2 separate regions of the Mus musculus genome follow, and region 1 is linked to region 2. The links are chromatin contacts, called in public Micro-C maps. All regions are on one chromosome and are shown on one strand. Each heading gives the region's core, a stretch centred on a gene start, on an enhancer-like site or on the middle of the called end of the contact. The rest is flanking DNA. Distances are from core to core; before and after follow the strand shown.

Region 1 (4,799 bases), core at 227-2,726, 420 kb before region 2:
TCAGTGCCCGTGCCTCAAGCTGCCTCTCCCTCTACAGCTGCCCTGTCCCCATTCCCCGGGGAGGACCCTACCTGTGGTACTTGGCTTCGGTTCCTCTGTGGAATGATGATGGGAAGCTGAGGAGACAGGGCATCCACAATAAACCCCCTCTCCTTGCTATCAGGAAACCCAATCCCGAGCCTGGGCCAGTAGCTGGACCCACTTCCGATCACACCCCTGCCCCATTTAAGGCTGGTCAGCCCGTCTCCGCCCCTAGCTGTGCTCTATCTACAAGACTGGTCTCTAATGTCACTTGCTTCAGGAAGACCCCGCCACTCCAAAGACCTCCTCAGCAGAGGGTGCTAGCTCCCACAAGCTCCTGGGCATGCTGGACCAAATTATAGGCTAAGATACCAGCCAGGGCATATACATCGAACGGTTCCTGGCCGAGAAGCCAACAGTTCGTGGGTGCAGTCTACTTCCTGAGAGATTGTGGCTGGGGACACCTCACTCTCCTCCCTTAGCTTACCTGGGCATGACTCTGAGTGGTTATAGATTGAGCAACCCTCCTTGACCACTTCAGCTTGGGCCACACAGTGTCCTGGTGGGAGAAGAAACAGAGAAGAGGTTTGGAGAGAAAGTTGAGAGTGGTGGTGCCATATAGACAAGAGGATGTTCCCAAGGAGGGCTCAACTACATACCTGGCTCCTCTGGCCCACATTGCTGCCAGACACAAATGGAGAAGTTGTGGGCTCTGTCCACACAGTGTTCACAGTGTCCCAGGTGTTTGCAGCCCCCTTGGGTAGTAGGCCAAACGTTCAGGCGGAGCAGGGCTCCCCGACCAAAGCCACGAGCTCCTTTACCTGGGTGTCGGGGGGTGCAAATGGGCAGAAAGCGGCAGAAAGCCAGGTGCCAAGCTGCAATACATCTCCCACTACAGCGACTCACACCTCCGCACAGGTCTGGAGCTCCCCCCAGCCCTGCTTAAACTCACCGAGCTGCCCTCCCCCAACCTCTTTCCATACACACTCCTGAAGTTCCTCCTCCACACTCAGCTAAGTCTCCTAGTCCCCCACACTTGGAACCTCTAAATAGGCACTAAGGTCTCAACACACCCCTGGAGTCCTGCAGAGGTCGAAAACGTTCCCTCTCACAAGCCTACTGTGCTGGAAGAAGAAGCTAAAGTGAGCTACACCTTCACCTGCCTGGGCCCCTGGTCAGATCCTGCTCAGCATTACCAGCTAGAACCAGCTGGGCACACAGGAGAAGGCAACAACAACCGCCGCAGAGAGCAGCACGCAAGGCGCGGGGTCCGGGTGCGGCCATGAGCGCGGGGGCCGGGACTGGGGGTCGGCGGACAGCTGGTGTGGCGCGTCCTTTCTTGACTACACTCGCCCGGCTAGCCAGAGCCAAACCTGGGCAGCGGGGGCGTGGCCAGGCTGGAGCGTGGTTGCCTTGTGGGCGTGGCTAGAGGCCGAGACCTCTGGGAGGGTCCAGGTAGAGCCCCGCTCTGCTGTGCGATTTAAGGCGGGGCCTGAACAAAAGGGATGGGTTTAAGACTCATGTCACCTGGTCCCTGAGGGGCAGCTTCAAGGCGGGAGGATCTCTGTGAGAACAGGCCTTGTCAACATAGCTACTATGTTTTGGTGAGTTTTTAGGGAATCACTTGTGTAGCTCTGGCTGTCCCGGAACTCATTATTGTAGAGCAGAGCTGAGATTAAAGGCCTATGCCATCACCTAACTCGACCTATGGGCCGGGACCCCCCTTAGGTGAGCCTCTATTTCAAAAACATTATTTACATTATGATTCACGACAGTAGCAAAATTACAAAATAATTTTATGGTTGGGAGGTCACCACAAGATGCATTAAAGGGTCCCAGCGTTAAGGAGGTTGAGAGCCCACTTTAAACCCTAAAGACTTTTTTTTTTTTTTTTTTTTTTTTTGGTTAGGATTTATTTGTTCATTTTATGTATATGAGTACACTGTAGCTGCCTTGAGACACACCAGAAGAGGGCATCAGATCCCATTACAGATGGTTGTGAGCCACCATGTGAGTGCTGGGAATTGAACTCAGGAGCTCTGGGAGAGCAGCCAGTGCTCTAACCTCTGAGCCATCTCTCCAAGATGAGAGATGTTTTTAACCCTGTCTCACAGGTGAGGCGAGTGAGCAGTCTGAACCCACAGTGGTAAATTTGGAACTCCATTCTGGCTACACCTGTGGCTGGCTATTCCCAGCTGTGGGGACACCATACCCTGTCCTGCCTTCCAGCTCATCACATCCCTGGGTCCTAAGTGGTGCCATTACTAGATCACTGAGCCTTTGGGGGATCTGCCTCCTGGTCACTCTCCTGTCCTGGCACAGCCGATTCTCAGTCCCTTTTCAGATATCTCCCTTTCCTCTGCCAACTTCTTAATCAGGTGTGGCCCTCTTAGCCCTGAGCCTTAGTCTGCCCTCTCCTGCAATCATCTTGGCTATTCTTCTGCTGTCAGGTCCCACTTAAAAGCCATTGAGTAAGGCGAGGGATGTGGTTCATTTGGTAGGATGCTTGGCTGGAGTGCCTAGCCCAGGCTTCATCCCTAGCACTAACCAGCCTGGTAGCTTGTGCAGTCCCAGCGCTTGGGTGGTAGAAACAGAAGACTTAGAAGTTCAAGGTTGATCTTTGCTACAGAGAGAGTTAGAGCCAACCTAGGCTAAAGAACCCTTGCCTTAAAACCGGGGAGGTGGGGGAAAGGTGTTAACCTGGCAGAGTGACACATTCCTTTAATCCCAGCACTCCAGAGACAGAGATAGTCAGATCTCTGTGAATTTTGGGGACAGCCTGATCTACACAGGAAGTTCCAGGATAGCCAGGATGACAGCGAGACCATGCCTCAAAACAACAAGGAGGTGTGTGTGTGGGGTGAGGGGGAGCTGGAGAGATTGCATAGTAATGAGAAGCACTGGCTGCTCTTCCAAATCTACGTTTGATTCTAGGTCCACAGGGTGGCCACAAATACCTGTAACTCTAGTTCCAGGGGATCCAGCATGACCCTCTGGTCTCCACAGACACCAGGCATGAAAGCGGTACACAGACATATATTCAGGCAAAATATCCACTCATATACATTAAAATAATAATATTATTATTATTACCAAAGGAGCAGATATCTGTCACCCAGTACTTGGGAGGCTGGGGCAGGAGGGTTGTAGATTTTAAGCCAACTTGGGCTACATCAATGAGACCCTGTCCCGCACCTTTCCAAACAAGGGCTGGAGATATAGCTCAGCAATAAAGCACTTGCTTAGCATTGCATGGCCCTGAATTTGAACCTCATAGCAACAACAGTAGCCAAGAAATCTCTAAATCTCCACCTCCACACCAGTCCCGGCTACCGCAGCTACCACACCCATAACTGAAAATCAGCACCCCTCCCACTTTTAATTAAAAAGTAAAATTTTACTTTGTTATAGGGATACAAGTGTTAAGTCTGCATTTATGTCTATGCACCATGTATGCACCTGGTGCCCTCAGAGGCCAGAAGAGGGTACTGGGTCCCCTGGAAGTGGAGTTATGGAAGATTAGCTGGACATGGTAGCACACGCCTTCAATCCAAACATGTGAGAAGGACACAGATCTCTATCTCTGCGGCCAGCCTGGTCTCCATAGAAAGTTCCAAGACAGCTACATAGAGAAATCTGTCTCAAAACAGCAGCAAAAAAATTTATAAAGGGGGTGTGAAAAAAAGGGGGGTGTGAGCCTTTGTGTGGGTGTTGGGGATCAATTCTGACTCCTTGGGAAGAGTAACCATTGCTCTTAATCACAGAGTCAACTCTCCAGCCCCCATAACCCCCTCCTACCATGGAGATGTAAAATATAGTCTAATCAGAGCTACTTAACTAATGTCCACAACTGCCCCAGGATAGGCGCTGTCTGTCATCTTTAATTGGCAGCTGCTCAGGGGAAGTTAGACCTCAGCTAGGACTGGGTCGGGGTGGGGGTGAGGGTCTGTTTCCTGTGCACCTCCACCTGAGTACTATTAGGCCTCTATTTTCTGTCCTCCACACGGGAAAGCCCCAGTTTCTGCGCTCCTCACTGTCAATCACCCAGTTTGGATCTCAGTGTTCTGTTTTCACCCTGGCACTTGCCCCCAATTCAAATCCTCAAACTCAGCAGGGCAGTGGTGGCACAGGCCTTTAATCCTAGCACTCAGTCCTTAAACCGGCAAGACCTCTCCTAGTTATTCTCCATGCTGATGCCAGCTCTCCTTCCCAGCAAGCATCCATGCATAATTAACTGCCCATTTGTTCCCTGGTCTACATGCTCCACTGTGTGTGTGTGGTGTAAGTTCACGTGTGGGGTGCTTGTTTAGCATGCAGGAATCCTGGGTCTTGTCCCTTCACCACATAAGACCACGTGTGATGGAGAATGCCTGTAACCTGTAACACCAGCACTCTGGACGTGGAGATGGAGGTCAGCCTGGGCTGCTTGAGACCCTGGCTCAAAAAAAAAGTTTCACCTGGCAGGAAGGCACGTAGCCATCTGGTGGCCACATGAGGAACTGCAAGTCTGTCAGTGAGATGCCCCTTTGGGGGCGAGGCTGCTATCTATGTAAGCACCCTGGGCAGGGAAAGTCCCTTGACCTCCATGAAATGTGGGATCTGCCCCTTAACTTTGTAGGGTTGTTGGTGGGAAAAATTGGCATGTGTTTGTGGGGGAGGGGGGCACGTAGGGAGACAGATAGGGACAAGAGGGCCTGAGAAAGGGCTGTACTTCCCGTGGACAGAAGGTCTGGGGAGAAGAGAGCAGAGGAGAAGAGCCAGCCAGCCAGACATAATGG
Region 2 (5,043 bases), core at 1,326-3,825:
AAAAGAATAAGAATATAAAGACAACAGGAGGGGGCTGGAGAGATGGCTCAGCAGGTAAGAGCACTGACTGCTCCACCGAAGGTCCCGAGTTCAAATCCCAGCAACACATGGTGGCTCACAACCACCTGTAATGAGATTTGATGCCCTCTTCTAGTGTGTCTGGAGATGGCAACAGTGTAATAATATAATATTATCTATAATAATAAATAAATCTTTTTTTTTTCGAGACAGGGTTTATCTATATAGCCCTGGCTGTCCTGGAACTCACTTTGTAGACCAGGCTGGCCTCGAATACAGAAATCTGCCTGCCTCTGCCTCCTGAGTGCTGGGATTAAAGGCATGAGCCACCATGCCCGGCTATAATAAGTAAATCTTAAAAAAAAAAAAAAAGACAACAGGATAAGCCCCCAGAAATCCTGTGTTCTCAGCTTCACAGTTCCCTAAGCATCCCTGAGTGCAGGAGCCTCCTCCCTTCCTCCGCCTTCTTTGTTTTCCCTTCCTCCCTTTCTTCCTTCCTCTCCTCCTCTCTTGTGCTCCCTCATCGTTTCATCCCCCTCCCTGCCTCTCCTCTTCCACCCCTGCAGTAGTGCTGTGAAGATGGAGGTATTCCTGGTGATCTCCTCCATGTCCAGTGACCCTTGGTGAGCTGTTCACAGTACCTGTTAATATGAAAAATATTCAATCCATCATGGAAAGGTCTAGAAAACAGTTGAGAGACAGTAGACAGCCCTTCACCACCAGGGTTCCCTGGAGCCATGAGAACTTCTGTTTTTCTACTTACACATTTTTTTTTTCAGCCACAAGGAAGTCAGTTTCCATTTCATCTTATTTCCGAAAACAGAAGACAAGGCATTAGGAGAAACTGCATTCCGTTTTTAAGCTAGGCTCTCATGACGACCATGTTCTTTGTAACCCAGGGATGACTTGAATCCTGAGCCTCTCAAGTGCTGGGATCACAGCCTGTGCCACGGCACCATTTTTACTTACCTATATCAGAGGACTTGAGTGTCCTAGAGAGATCGGTAGCCATCTCTGCATCACTAGAGGTGTCCAGACAGAGGTGTATCTGGGGATAGACAAGGCATGTCTTCTTCCTCAGACCCAAAGGGTAAGGGTGTGTATGTCCTAAGAGACCCCAACTACACTAGGGAGCTGTGTACCTTGTTTGAACTTGGAGTACTGTGGAAGAGGCATCTGGGGGCACATCTCAGCTGGGGAAGTGGGATCGTTTTTATCTGTTCAACATCTTCATGGTCTGAGGTAGTTAAATGGTACATGCCTGTTATTCCAGAACCTGGCAGGAGGAGGCATCAAGAGCATCAGGAGTCTAAGGAAGCCATTCTCAGCTACACAGTGGATTATGTGAAATCCTGCCTCAAAAACCCAAAACAAGGCAGAGGATGCAGCTCACTTAGTAGAGTGTTTGCTTTGAATCCATGAAGCCCTAGGTTTAGTCCTCAGCATCTAATAAAGTGTGTGTGACCACACTCATTTTAGATGGTGGAAGAAGGAAGATCAGAAGTTCAAGGTCATCTTCAGCTACACAGTAATTTAAGTACAATTTGTGCTAAGGGATACTCTCTCTGTCTGTCTCTGTCTCGGGTCTGTCTCTATGTCTCTGTGTCTGTGTCTGTGTCTCTGTGTCTCTGTGTCTTTGTCTCTCTGTGTCTCTGTCTCTCTCTCTGTCTCTCTCTCTCTCTCACACACACACACACACATACATACACACACACACACACACACACACACACACACACACACACACACACCAGACCTCTGGGTATCAAATTATCAAGTCTTGCCAGGTGTAACTGCACACGCCTTTAATCCCAGCACTCAGGAGGCAGAGGCAGGCGGATTTCTGACTTCGAGGCCAGCCTGGTCTACAAAGTGAGTTCCAGGACAGCCAGGGCTATACAGAGAAACCCTGTCTCAAAAAAAAAAAAAAAAAAAATTATCAAGTCTTGATGTTAGATCTGTTCGATGGAGCCAAGTAAAGAAAGGTGTGGGAATTGTCCTGGTTGTTCTTTGGTCAATTTGACCCAAGTTAGAATTATCTGGGAACCTCTGTTGAGAAATGCCTCCATCAGACTGCTTGTAGGCAAGCCTGTAGTGCATTTTCTCCACTTATGATTGGTGTGGGTGGGCCCAGCCCATAGGGTGTAGGTAGTGCCAACCCTGGGCAGGTGGTCCTGAGTTGTGTAAGAAAGCAAACTGAGCAAACCAGTAAGCTGTGTTTCTTTATGGCTTGTACCAGTCCCAGTCCCTTTATCTCTCTCTATCTGTCCGGAGTTTCTGTTCTGACTAACCTCTGTGATCCCAGAGTTGTAAGATAATAAACCCTTCCCTCCCCAAGTTGCTTTTGGTCATGGTGTTTTATCACATTAGAAACCTTAAGAAAAGATTCAATTTTAGAGATGAAGAGACAGGTCAGGGGAAATAAAGTCCCCATTCAAGAGTTCGGGGCGCTTCAGAGAACCCTGTAGGGCTCCCGACCTGAGGGGCGTGGCCTCGGTGGGCGTGGCTTCCGGACTGTCCTCTGCAAGCTGCCGATCAGTCTGAGCAAATCTAGTCGGAACGCGACCATGGAGCCGGTGCCGCTGCAGGACTTTGTGAGCGGCCTGGACCCCACCTCCCTTCCGCGCGTGCTGCGGGTCTGCTCCGGAGTCTACTTTGAGGGTGAGCGGGCTCTGGGTGGAAGGAGCTAGGTATGATGGGTCATGCCTGTAATGCCAACACTGGGGAGCTGTGGCGGGAGGATGAGTTCGAAGCTAGCCTGTTCTATAAAGTGATTGCAGGTCAGTTTGGGCTACAGAGTTAGACCCTGAGGGATCTGGGGTTGAGTTCAGACGCTGCTGTCCGAAGTTTTATGAATCCGCACCAAAAGGCGCCACCTCCCTGCTCTTCAGCTTTTGTCCCATGGGTGATGAGAAGTCCTGAGTTTAACTCAGGCTTTTTCTCAACTGAGGCTCCTCGGTAATGCTAACAGAAATTGTGTGGCAGCTAGGCAGGAGCGATCTGAACAGCCTAGGAAATCCTGTCTCAAGCAACAAGAACAATTATAACAATAAATGGACAAATAAGTGGGGATAACTCGTCCATCGTTTCAGACAGGCACTAGGGTGCTCACTGTCGTTATTGGGGTTGTTCTGAGAGGACCTTGTTTTGTAGCCCAGGCTGGCCTTAAGTTTGCAGCGATCCGTCTGCCTCTGCCTGAATTTGCCATGCCTGGTTCACTGTTCATTTTTCTTTCTTGCTCCCTCCCTCCGTTCTCTTTTATTATCTTCTTTCCCTTTCTGCAAGGATCCAACCCAGGACCCTGAGCTCTCACCACTAAGATATATTCCAGTTCGTTATTTTAGCACCAGATCAGCCCTCCCGCTGAACTCTCTGCTCCTTGCCTCTGAGTCTCTCTGTTCCTCTGCTGGATTCTCAGATGGAGTGGTCCTCCTACCAGGGGGATCCTTCCCCGCTTTTTGCCTGTACATTTGCTCCTTGCCCATGGCTTTCCGCAACCCATAGCAGAGAAGAGATGGCCATATCAGGACACAGCCACCAGTTACTGGCCAAATAACATGTGACCAGGGACTGACCACTTGGGTAAGGGAGGGAAGAAAAGGGACCGACCGGGCTGCTCTGTGGAGGGCAGAGGCGAGAGTGGAGGGAGATGCTGAGATTCAGGGCTCCTCCCTCAGACAGCAAGCTGTCTCATGGATGCCTGCTTCATTCTACTCCCTGGAGTGAGCGAGCCAGGCTCTGCCACAGCAGCTGCCAGCAAAGTGTTCTGATGGCCAAGCGGGTTATAGACTGACCTAGGAGGATCACACAAGGGCCACCACAGTGAGTCTCTCTGGTCCATCGGAATCTGATGGGTCCCTGAAGTGGGACTCTGGGAGCCTGGTCATTCTTTTCTCCAGCTCAGAACATCCTCCCAGCGTCTCTTGCTTACCTGTGTCACAATACCCGAGTTTCCTCATCTGCTATGACCTGGGGTGATGGGAAGTGGAAGGACTTGGGGTGACGTGAGGACAGACGGATGTCACAGAGTGTCGGTATGCAAATGAGGTGAACGGGAAGGTAGATGACCCTATGGGGCAAGGTGTGGTAGAATTCCTGACCACATGGGATTCCAGTTTTGGAGGTTGATACCCCATGTTCTGCCTCCAGCCACCCTCACCTCCCCCTCCTCCCACCCCCACATTACCTGCCCTGCTGCAGATGGGACCTGGGCCATCTTACATCCTAGACTACTAACACTCTAGCTAGTTCTTAGCTAAGATCCTTAGCATTTTTCTTTCTTTCCGTTTAAGACAAATTCTTCTTGTGTAGTTCAGACTTCTCCAGAGTAAGAGTTCTGTGGTTACAGATATGTACCACCACAGCTGGTCTTCCGAGCCTTTGTTTACATTGATTGACTGATTGATTGATTGATTGATGGGGGGGCACGCATGTGTCACGGTATGAATGTGAAGGTCACAGGACTTTTGTTTTCTTCTTCCTCCACCATGTGGGACTTAGGAAGGGAAGGGTCTTTACGATATCTTGCTGGCTCTTTTCTGTTCATTTTGAGGCTGACCCGGCACTCCCTGTTCAGCCAAGGGTGAGCCTGAGTTCCTACCCTTCCTCTTTACCAATCATTGGAGGAGCTGACGCCACCTCTCTGAGCTATCACTTTTAGGAAGGAGAAACTGCTGTTGATATTTTTTTAGAAAAGGGAAACTGCTGGCCCGTTCCGGAAGGGCAGTCACGCGTCCTCAGGGCAGTGAAGTGCCAGTCACACTCAGCACAGGGCCAGGTATATATAACTCCATGGCTAACAAGCTCCTCTTCTTCGAGGTCCACCTCCGAGCAACTGTGTGCACTTTCCTGAGGGGTTAGGTTGAGGTTGACACCAGTTTCTCCTGACCCTGTGAGCAGCTCTCCAAAAGCTCTCCCTGGGAGAGGGGCTCCAGGTGGTCAAAAGGTCCTGCCACCTGCGGTTTCCCATCCTCTGCCACTGGACACAGACCCTGGGCACACAGCACTGTGAGATCTCTATTGCTT

What was found. A called contact is a pair of places that touch in the nucleus more often than the background predicts.
Region 1: a Micro-C map of embryonic stem cells shows a contact between it and region 2, with 1.7 times the contacts expected there. The contact joins the promoter of Cd164l2 here to the promoter of Themis2 in region 2. A contact is called at or near these places in 1 of 39 promoter capture datasets (liver), 1 of 484 Hi-C or Micro-C datasets (embryonic stem cells) and 2 of 9 other capture datasets (adipose tissue and embryonic stem cells).

What each region holds. Positions count from the first base shown.
Region 1 is chr4:133,217,486-133,222,284 of GRCm38.p6, reverse strand. Cd164l2 (CD164 sialomucin-like 2) reads right to left here and starts at 1,476. Exons shown (of 6, transcript NM_027152.1): 1 at 1,218-1,476; 2 at 681-842; 3 at 509-580; 4 at 72-116. The coding sequence starts at 1,305.
Region 2 is chr4:132,793,896-132,798,938 of GRCm38.p6, reverse strand. Themis2 (thymocyte selection associated family member 2) reads left to right here and starts at 2,575. Exons shown (of 6, transcript NM_001033308.2): 1 at 2,575-2,679. The coding sequence starts at 2,586.